Linked DNA regions of Anas platyrhynchos: region 1 is linked to region 2. The links are chromatin contacts, called in public Hi-C maps. All regions are on one chromosome and are shown on one strand. The core of a region is the stretch at or near the end of the contact, and the rest is flanking DNA. Distances in the headings are between cores, read along the strand shown.

Region 1 (5,846 bases), core at 1,866-4,365, 250 kb before region 2:
TGTGAGTGCAGGTCTCCGTGCGTCTCTGCCTTCCAATGGTGCCGTTGTGAACACTGACTATCCCTTCTGTGAAGGCTGCTGGAATTGAGTTTTGTACCCTTGTTTCTGCTGATGATTGCTTTCCTTTCCACTTGGTTTGTATTTGGTAAATGAATGTGTATCAGCGGACTGAAAATACAACAGACCATCATGTGTCAAAGCACTCGGCTGCAGTCTCGTTCCTGCTTGTTTAGGGAATGCGGCCACATCTGGCTGGGGGGGGCAGGTTCTGTCCTTGCCTGGCACTGGCGGCGCTGCCCCAGCTGGTGAGCAGCAAGAGCTGATGAGAAAAGGGCCCAGCATCCCCAGAAAAAAATAAAATAAAATAAAATAAAATAAAATAAAATAAAATAAAATAAAATAGGGCTGGGCAGAGTCATTGGGTTTTTTCCAGAAGAGAGAAATTGCTGAAGTAGAACAGCACAGAAATAAAATTGGACTTCTTGAAATAAGTAAATAAATAATCCTGTTTTAATAATCCAGAGGCATTATGAAAGGCCCAGACAGAAACAGTCCGTCTCCAAAATAGAATTAACTTGCCACTGTCCCTTTTAACTTTCAGTAAAGGAAATTCAACATTGAGAGAGGAAAAAGCAGATTACTGTTGACCTCCAGGGGGAAAAGAGATGAATAAAGCATCAGTGGCATTTCCAAGCTCTCCTGCAAACTGAAAACATGTTAACTTCTCTGTTTCTTAGGTTTCTTCTCCCTCTTCAGATGCCACAGGGCACCTGGCACGGGGCTGGGCCCGGCAGTCGCTGCTAGCAGCAGCCACCAAAAAGCCGTGTTGTCTCCGTTCTTATCTCAGTGTGAAGTTGGCATACGACCAGGTGTAGCTTTGAAGTGAGAGGGTTTAGGACCTCGTACGGCTTTATGACGAGGATCCAGTGTGACGTGGGGGCCCTAGAGGTGTGAGGGAGAGCTGAAATTAGGCACCACTGCTGCTTTTGCTGTTTTCTGTCTCACACACAGGCATGCCATGTTTTCACTGGGCATGACTTCATCCCCATCCATTAGCCCATTAAAAATACAGGTAAAAGGCAGCTTACGGGCTACAGCTGGCATAAATTGCAAAGGGGAGGCTCAGGTGCACTGCCTCCACTGAGGGCAGTGGCAAAATTCCCTTTGACTTCCCTACAGCCACAGAGTGTGCTTGATGAAAGACTCACAAAGCCTCTAATTTGATCGCTCCTCGCTGAGCAGAAATGCAGCCCACGCATGCCTCGAACAAAAAGAGCAATCACTGCTACATTTAATAGACACACGCTTTCCAGGACAGCTTTCTCCAGCCGCTTGTGCCAAGACCGTTCCTGCCTCTCCCCACAGGTAAGCCTCTGCAGCCAACGTGCCCACAGACATCCCGAGCCAGAGAGGGACAGGAAGAAATCCTGCCCTCTGCACCAAGCAGGTCTGCTCCTTGGGCCCTCGTTAGCCATCTATTTGTGCACTGAGCTCTCAATAAGTCGTCAACTTTTTGATTAGTGTCAGCCTTTTGCATGTGTGAAATCTCCAGTACCTCTTGGTTATTTTTGTAGAGGACGAAAGCAGGGAAGGAAGAAATAAAAGGTTTTGTCAGACAGGTCCAAAGGCACCTAAAAAAACAGGTTTCTTCTCCCTGCTAAAAATCAATCTGTTTTTGTTTCTCTGCAATTGTGCCAGCTCTTCAGGTTCTCAAGTACATCTCTGAAGCACTGGTGCAGTGGAGCGAAGGCTTTAAGAGCCCGAATCCCAACAGCAGTGTGAGTGAAATGCTCAATTTTTATTTTTTTTTTATTGGAAAAATTAAAAGTGACAGTTTCCAAATTGGTTCCACTGCTCTGATTGATTACTCAGAATATTTAGCTCAAAATGATTATGGTAAGACTTTCTGCTGAGCCTCATGGCCGGGGTGGAAATTAAGTTGGAGAGAGGAGTGGGGGGGAAAGTTCTGAAAAAAGAAGAAATTATTCTGCAAGGGAAATAGCTTATACCCAGGATCAATGGTGAGTAATCTCTCCATATTCAGCCTGATCTCGATAATTAAACATCCTGTTACCACTTGAGGACAAAGGAGGGGAAGACAGCATTATCAGGCCCTGACAGGTTTCTGTTATCTGGAGCTCAGCAGTGCCCGGAGGAAGCGAGGAGCGGGGCACGTGCTGCTGGTGGCCTTTCCCTGTGGCGTGTCCCTGCTGGGAGAGCTGCTCTGGGCCAAGCTGGGTGGCTGGATAAGGGCAAGGAGGGCCGGATCCTGCGGGGTGGATGGGTTTGGGGTCCTGGGTGAGGGTACAGCTAGGAGGGCAGTGGGGGCACAAGGGAAGCTCTGGCAAGAGCTATCCCCATCTCTTCAGCTGGAGGAACCACCAGGGCCACATCCGTGGCTGCACCAGATCTTTGGCACCCAAGGGTGCTCTGCACCAGGTCACGGTTCCTGAACTGAGTGATCATCCAGCCAGAGACCAATCCTCCAGCCCCCTCCTGCTCTGCTCCGGCTGTGCTGCCTTTGGTGTTTATCGCATTCCTCTGGTTTATCTCACCAAACAGACAGAAGAGTATTTCTGTTCTCTTTGCTGGGCTGGCATCCTGATTTCCTTCTCTACCAGCCCAGCGTACGTGGAGAGACCCCAGCCAGGCCTTGCAGGCTGGAATGTGAGTGTGGTGTGTCCCCAGCACCAATGTAAAGTGCATCTTCATGAGGGGACTCGGTGTAATCACCCAGCATCTTTTAATTTTGCCTTGAAAGATGGTTTGAGACTTCACATTTTCTTCATGTTTTAGGATCACGTTTTAGACGTGTTTCCCTTTCACATAGATGGATGGCTAATGGAATCGAACACAAAGCTGTGTAACCTCAGAAACATGAAGTAGCTACCGTATATGGAATTCATTTTAAGCACAACAATGGCTGTTTTTGTGTGGAAAAGCCCGGTTTGGGCCAGTAGCAGACGCGGAAGCGAGAAACTCTGGAAAGGACGGCAGCTATCGCCACAGGGCCGGCCCAGTGCGGCAGTCGGAGGCTGCTTGTGAAGACCACCACGTTTGTTAGCCCCCAGCCTGCCCGAGGAGGCTGTGCTGGAGCCCTGCGGAGCGAGGCCTGCAGGGGGTGCTGCGGCCTAACGCAGCCGCGGCCTCGCGCAGCGCCGCAGCCCGGGGCCTGCCCCTGCCCCCCGGGGGCCGCAGCCCGGAGCCTCCCGGCCCCCCGAGTGCTGCCTCCGCCTTGCCCAAAATACACCCAAAATACACCCAAAATACATCCCCCTGCCGGGAGTGCATCCGCCTTAGGTCTCGGGCAGCTCGCTGCGGTGTATATATCCGGGTGTTTCCTTGCAGGCCGTGTCTGTGTGGTATCAGTTGTGCTTGCAGACCGATGCCCGGCTGCAGGGTGGTCGCATTGTGCACAGCCACACACCCCAGGGATGTCTCCTGACATCCAGATGGGTACAGGCCGGGGTGGCTGAGCAGCCAGCGCCTGTACGGAATAATGAATCGGTCACTGAAGCCTCCACGGCGGCTCCAAGCTCTTGGGTTGCATGTGAGTGTGTCGAACTGCGCTAGCTACTTATTACCCTAAGAAAGCCTGAATCACCCGAATCACTCCAAATTTGGTTTCCACTGTGTCTGTATACTTTGTGTCTCACCATTTCATTATTATTATTTTTACTGTAACAGAAAGATTTACACAGAAATCACTTAAAATGCCTCAGCAGGAGCAGTCTCCCCGAGCCAAGACATACTGCTTCAGAGACTTTTTTTTTTTTTTTTTTTTTTTTTTTTTTTCCCCCAGTACAATCAAAATCCAGTTGTCAGTGTCCTCATGGATCCAGTCCTGAGACAAGTCTCAGACCAGCACCTGCTCCCAGTATGTTACTGGTGAGGACAGCAGCCACAGCAGCAGAGCTGTTAGGCATTTCCTTCCCGGGTCCCAGCACCCTGCGATGCTCAGGGACCCAGAAGCACATCATTTCTCTGCCCTGGAAATCTGACAGCCTTATATAGGGCAGAGCAGACTGTGAAAATGGAGGTGATATTCATCCTCATGATGGGCAAGAATCTCATGTGCAGGTTTTTTTTTTTTTTTAACTGATCATTTTCCTGTCCGCTGTCAAATCCCCGTAGGAAAGCCGTGTGTTGCTGTGTCACATGAAGGACATGCCTCGCATACGGAGAAGATGAAATTCTGGGAGGGGAGCAGCAGACAGAGGAGCAGAGAGCCCAGGGGCCGTGCTGACCTTCCTGGGGACGAAGAGCTGGGGCTGCAGTGCCAGGGACAGCGGTGTGGCACTCACTCTCCTGCTCCCTGAGCTGGGGCGCTGCCACCAGCATAAACCACCCTCCTGCCTGGCTCTGCTGTTTCAGGAAATTAGTCCGGTGCATGGCATGATGTCAAACACTTCCCTGAGGTCCGGATACGTTTTATTCACTGTTTGATCATTGTCTGCCGGCTCAGAAGACCGGAGCATATTTGTTAGCTAAGGATTTCCTTTTAGGGAACTGGCGGCTGATTACACTGGCTGTGTCTGACGGCATGTAAGCTAAGCTGTCACCCACATTTCCAATGTTTTACTGCTGGTAGGGCTACAGCAGGGCTGTAATTGAGGCGAGGTGTGGAGGCACGGGTCTCCTGCGACCATGCAGATCACATCTGCTGCATCTCCAGGTCCTCTGAATTTACCTTTGGTTTCTTTAATCCTCCCAGGGATCATATTCTCAGACTTGCTTTCCTAAGGCAAAGATCTTCAGTTGCTTATCTCTTCTTAAGTAAGAACTAAAGGTCATGTATAGATATGTGGTTCCGGGATCTGCAAAAATGCTGAATGTAGTGAGATTTATGAGATGAATGAAGTGAACTGGCTCCGTTGCCCTGCCATGGTGACACACGCTTGGAAGAACCCTGCCTCTTGCACAGGACATCATGTTCTCCTTTTGTTCCTTATAAGTCTGCAAAAAGAAGTTAATGTAGGGCTTAATGGTACACAGCCTCTTGCTAGATTTCTGATTTCAGCCATTTCCCTGTCCAGGTGTGTTAGCAGGTGTCCAGCATCTTGGTGATCAAACTGAAAAAAAAAAAAAAAAAAAAAACATTTCCAGCACTACCTGAAGTAATGCCATTTTTACCCTCTAAGTTTCTTTCTCTCTGATTAAACAGTTGTTGCTTTTCTTGGTTTTACTGTGTTTAACCTCAACATCGGTATTAGGCTGATGTGCTCCTTATGTTCCTAGATTCCTTAGTCTGTCAGGACCTGAAACAGCATACAGGCAATACTGGTAAAGGTGAGCACAGCTGTTTTGCATGCCTGGAAGAAGCTGTTGTCTTACAGGTTTTTTTCATTATCTTTATTAGTCAATTTTAGGTCAGCTGCATCTTGACTCTTACACTAGATCATGTTAGAGACAGAAAAGACAAAACAAAGGCTGAAAGAGAGCCTGCGTGTTTCAGGAGCCCAAGTGCTATTTCCCAAAAGCAATGTGTGTTTTTAGCACTCAAAGTGCCATCAACTAGCAGGTGAACTAGCTCTCAATGCTCTGTTTTGCAGAGGAAAAGCCTAATTCCCCTTCAGCAAACAGCCTGTGCCAGCTACACCACTTGCAAAACTCATACTTTGCTGTGTATGTCACTGAGGTGCTTCTGAGAGCATGATTGCTCTTAAATCACCAAATCCACCACCTGCCTATGTAGCGGATAGTGGATTTTCTGTTTGAATATGTCCACCTTGCTTCTTAATTTATTGTGTAAAGAACTGAAATCTTCTTTAGCAGTGAAGTAATCCAGAGATATTTTGCATAGAGCATGCATCTTGGCGGGGTGCTGTGGATCAGAAGGGTTTATC
Region 2 (5,330 bases), core at 40-2,539:
AAAATGAATGAAAGCTACAAGGAATGGTTATTTCTGCCCTGCCAGTTTAGGAAGGGGCACCTCTGAAATTCTTGATGATGTGTACTCTAAAATGTAGCAGAACAAAGAAACACCATAGAGTTAACAGCAATTTAAATAGGTAAAATCATTAGGTAAAATAATTAACTGAACTTACAGGGACAGGATCACACAAAGATGGATTTAGTTAGCTCAAAAGATGTACTAACACTGACGGAACACCTTGCTTAATGTTTGCTTTGCAGTAAACTAGATGAAAATTACTATATGATTAGAAAGTATCATGACAAATTAAGGGTAGTTATATCTCTTTACTGTGTAAAAGCTCTGTCTTGTGTTAGAACATATCCGAAGCACAAGACCGTCAAGACCGATGACAATCTTTCAGAAGATTAAAAGCCATAGCAGCATTAATAATAGATGCCAAAAGATTCATTATACTCAAAATCATTTCAAGGAATTGATCCTTAACATTTGTAACAGTTCATCATCATCTCAAAGTGAAATTTGAAATACTCTCTTAGATCTCAATATACCATGTATGTTTTGCAGTACAACCTGGAAATGAGACGTGAAAGAAACGGCGAGTGTTTATTAAGGGCAATGATTGATAGCGTTAAGTGGATTTTAATAGCCAGAGATAACACATCATACCTAGGCACGATTAAAACCAGGTAGAACTTAATGGGTATCATGTTAAGGGCTATCACTCCTTAGCATACTTAATGGACCATCTCCCAGGCTGATGAAGCAGAAGGAGCTTCGCCAGCATTTCACCCCACGGCAGGACCGCACAGAGCAGCACCTTGGGGCAGGAGGGACGAGGGCACGGAGGGGGACACGTACCTGGCAAGATGAGGATGTCCACGAGGGGCTTGCAGTGGTAGAGGCCTGTCGCCATGACGCAGTCTGCCCACAGCCCCTTGGAGCCCAGCTCGTCCATTTTCCTGCAGGTGGTGATGGTGTAGCCGCACGTCACCACCCAGTCGTTGGTGGCCGTCGCCACCACCACCCCGATCCACCCGATGAAACTGCAGACAAATCCAGCCAGGTGCAGGCAGGTGGCCACCATGGCGATGAGGCCCTGGTCCTACAAGCTGGGCAGGAGAGCAGGGACAAAGCTTTGGCAGAGGAGGCTGCGGGGCTGTGCGAGGCAGGGCAGGATGCTTGCTGCTGGGACCTGCCGCCAGCTGGGAGCGGGAGGGACTGGACTTTGGTGGGAAGAGGTCTCCGAGCACACATCGGGCTGCCTCTGCCCAGCTCCCTCCCTGGGAGGGGTCAGAGCTGCCTCCAGCCCCACAGCGCATGGGAGGAGCAAGGGGGGAGCCCCAACTTCTGGCAGCTCATCGCAGGGAGCTGGAGGAGGAGGAGGATGCGGACAGGGGATGCAGAATCTCCCTTCCAGTGCTCAGATGACAAAACAGGCTACTTTATTCATGTGCAGACAGCCTGGCTGCTGAAAATTCAGGCTCGAGATAAAAACCGAAGCGGTGTTTTAGGGCTGAAGACAAACGATCACACTTCTGTCACGTCATGGAAAAATAAGGCAAGAAACGTGGTGGACAGAGTTACCCGAGAGACGGAACTGATCGTCTCCCCAGAGCCACCGGCACTCCTGCAGTAAATGCACATCATCGGTCTTGTTTCTTTTCTGATGTTTATGTTTATGCAAAACATAAAAGAGCCATCTCCGCGTTCTCTCATGCCTGAGGTTTCAAAAGTCTTAATTAACACTCTCAGAGTCTTAAGTTTGCTTTAGGCAGCACCTCATTTCCATTTTTAAACACTAACATTTAGAATAAGTGGCTTTTTACTCAGACTCATTATGGGCATAACTTTTAGCCTACCTCATAAAACAAAGAAGAGCCCGTTTCCAAATGTGAAAAGGAAAACTTCACAGACAATCCTGTATCTGCAGAAACAGGCAGACGCTATTTTCCCGTTTTTACTTTGTATTTTTGCAAACACATTTATGTTATTGGACGCCAACACATCCCTAAAGAAATTTCATCACCGTGTGTCCACCACAGCTTCTGATTTTGCAGAGGGTTTGGATTTACACGGAAAAAAACGTGCCTGGGGAGACCACTAGCGGAGTGCATCCTGCACTGCATCGGGCAGGGGAAAAATCAGATGCAAAATACCAAACAGTGACTGATTCATTCCTGTGGCTGTTGATGAAACAGAAATATTGAAAGCCATGCTCCAGGGTTAGTAAATCGTGAATGAAACATATCCTGCTCTCCATCCAGCAGTATTCTTCCCGTTCCTTAGCAAACAAAGTAAAAACCACGAATGAGACCATGCAGAGCCTTATTTTTCACATTCCTGAGCATCACAATTCAGGGGCCACAGCTTTGTTTCATCATAGCCTCATCTGAACACTGTAGTTACTGCCTAAACAGTACTACAGGGATGAAAATCACCTGTAAAGAGGAGCTTTTATAATAAACACAAATTTAATGGTTGCTTTTGCATTATATATTTGCTTACACTCCTTGTCGTTTCATTTTCTGTGCCTGGTTAATTGCATTTTTGTGAAGCCACGCTGCCTGCTGTCTTGCCATTGACTTCCTCGATGCTTACTGCTGTTATTTATGTCCAGGTGCCATCTCCACATTGTCCAGGGGTTGGTTCTAGGTGGATTTAATCTTTCCCTCAAAATACGTTTGCTATTCAGGAGATAAACATCATCTCTCGAGTGAAACTCGTATTGTTCTTCTTGGAAGACATGATTGTGTTCAACAGATCACAGCACCATCTCCTAGATTTGAAACCACGTAATCCTGTGGGTTTTACAAAACCTGGGAACTCCTTAGAGCCACTGTAGGGCAGAGTTTCCATCAGCAGTAAATAAAAATATTTTTCAGCAAATAAAGTATAATTATCATTTCTGATTTTAAATGGTTATACATCGCGGCGTTTTGTATGGTGATGTGTGTTATTTTCTTCATTACTGATCTAATAAGGAGAGGTGTGAACAACTCAAACATTGCTGGAGCAGTTAAGTAGCAACAAAAGCTGTGCACCGGAGAACATGCCAAATACACAAGTGGTTGTATTTACACATACAAATACCAACTCTTTGTTGAGATACAGAGAAATGTTACTGTCGATATCTTCATGGAGCCCTACAAGGCTTAGGAAACGGACTCACTGTGAGGGAGACCTTGTAGGTTTTGCTAAAAATGCCCTTTATAAAGTGGGGAGCTGCTGCAGGCTGTGGGAGTTCTGCTAACAAAGCTTCAGTGGAATCAGGTCTTAATTTATTGTGATCAAAGCAAGGCAGATTGTCTTCTCTAAAAAAGCACCGTTGTTAAACACCTTCAGAAAGTCACATTTGTATCTCAGTGTACAAAAACATTACGGAGACAAGCGTTGTGACATTACAGTTTTTTATTTGTTTTTGAGTCCACAATCTGTACATGTATTTACATGGCATGAAAATGGATAACAGCACAAAATACAATTGAGGTATAAGCTAAGAGCACAGTATGTCATGTTTCAATAAATATAATTCAAAATTTGTAAACTAAGTGACCAGATAGAAGCCTCTTGTTTACTAAAACCATATAAAATATCTGTTAATCTCACGTGAGGTAGAGGACAGTTTTGTGTGTCATGTAATGCAACCACAGCAACGCTAGCAGTAAGACTGTACATCATTGGCAAAGTATTAAAAATCCTTGAATGCACTGATCGTTTTCACAGGCTTTTACTACGGTTTCGGAATAGTCATCCACCCTGTCGCCTTGAGCTAAACAGACTGGTGTTTTGCAACTACTTTCTGGAATTTCAGATAATCGTATTGGCATGTCAACATCAATAAATACTTCTGAGAGCAAGTAGGAAAACACAAAAACAGATTTTGTCCATCACAGAAAGCAACGTAACTGCAACAAAATATTTTAGACCAACTTTTTATTATTTCCTAGAATTATTTTAAATACAGTATAACTGTGCTTTCCTTTAAGTGAGGTATCTATATTCGAAGACAAAAAAAATCGATTGGTATTGTTACATATAATCAATTTTCCAAATACAAAATTTTAACCATTTGCTGTGCTTGATGAAGTGCTTAAAACTCATTTTTCAAGCATTTCCCAACTGAACCACTAACTCTGGAAAAAAAAAAATTAAGTAATGGCAAAAATCTAAATAATAGAGACACACAGTGAACTTGTCATGCGATTGGTAAGCAATGTCTGCTTTCACAAAAGCTAAAAAAAAAAAAAAGGATCTTTTTGAAATAGATGTGCAACAAATAGAAAATTCTACAAGCTTTCTGTAATGAAAACACTGATGAACACTTCTCTCACTACAAATGAGCAAAAAGATCAAAATTTGCAGCTTCTTGCTGCTTGCTGCTGACAGCTTCAATAAAACTACTGGTATAGTTCAAGCACAGATTAACAGGTAGGTGTCGTTATGTCAGTTGTTGACTTCACCATGTTATAGAAAACTCTGTTGTGTGGATCAATTACATGAATTAAGTGCAGAAAAAATACAAAGTTGTTATCTTTGCTGACAGTCAAAATATATACTCTACAAACAAGTGAATTCTAGGAAGCTGACCATGACAGCACTTCAAGGCCAACTTCACAACTAATGCTAGGAAAGTTTTCCAAAAATTTCTTAACACATTATAGCTATCCAACCCCCAGTATAAATCAAGAATGTATGAATAAACAGTTGTGACTTCTAAAATATGGACCAAGCCGTATTTTTTCAGGCCACTGGTAGCTTTATGCTCCCACTCCACTTTTCCTACTTCACTAATTGCATTATGCCTTTACTATATACAAATGGTTTTACACCTAGGCTATTAATATATTAAATATAGAATAAAATTAGTTGGAGGATGTGAAATGTAACTACATTCACCTAAGTTCTCAAGCTAAAATATATGCTTTACAAAAATTAAAACACAGACGGACTCAAGTTTGGAGATTTTAGATAAAATCTCTTTCGTCTAAGGACACATGGCTACACCATGAATGAGGGTACTTTCAGACCGGCAAAATTTCTCTCGATTCTTATATTCTCTTGCTCATCAGAGCACACAAAGCTTGTGAAAGTTCTTGTCAAAAAGCGTAGGAGCAATTTAGTTATTTCTGCCTGAATCCTACTTTGTTCTAAAAGGTGCACTAAGCAACTTTGATTTCAGTCTAGGTGTTTAATAACGAAGATTTAAAATTGCGAACAATTCCAGGATTTTCTTCCTAAAGACTTAATGTCACAACTATCTGAGAAAACAGCTTCCTGCCTAAATGGTCAGCAACCAAAACCTGAAGGCAGAACAAACAATAACA

What was found. A called contact is a pair of places that touch in the nucleus more often than the background predicts.
Region 1: a contact with region 2 is called in a Hi-C map of subcutaneous adipose tissue, with 3 times the contacts expected there. The contact joins the enhancer-like site here to the promoter of CLDN11 in region 2. A contact is called at or near these places in 3 of 8 Hi-C or Micro-C datasets (liver, skeletal muscle and subcutaneous adipose tissue).

The regions. Positions count from the first base shown.
Region 1 is chr9:5,198,165-5,204,010 of IASCAAS_PekinDuck_T2T, reverse strand. PLD1 (phospholipase D1) reads left to right here. Exons shown (of 28, transcript XM_038183503.2): 28 at 1-202. Among named protein-coding and RNA genes, the nearest start is that of TNIK, 9.8 kb to the right of the region's middle. Within about 2 kb of position 3,115, at least 2 of the 8 cell types and tissues checked have an H3K27ac peak or open chromatin away from gene starts, as enhancers often do. A contact at or near this core is called in subcutaneous adipose tissue, where this site is marked.
Region 2 is chr9:4,947,440-4,952,769 of IASCAAS_PekinDuck_T2T, reverse strand. CLDN11 (claudin 11) reads right to left here and starts at 1,289. Exons shown (of 3, transcript XM_027464263.3): 1 at 865-1,289. The coding sequence starts at 1,090. It overlaps SKIL (SKI like proto-oncogene), which reads right to left. Exons shown (of 9, transcript XM_072042358.1): 9 at 3,397-5,330.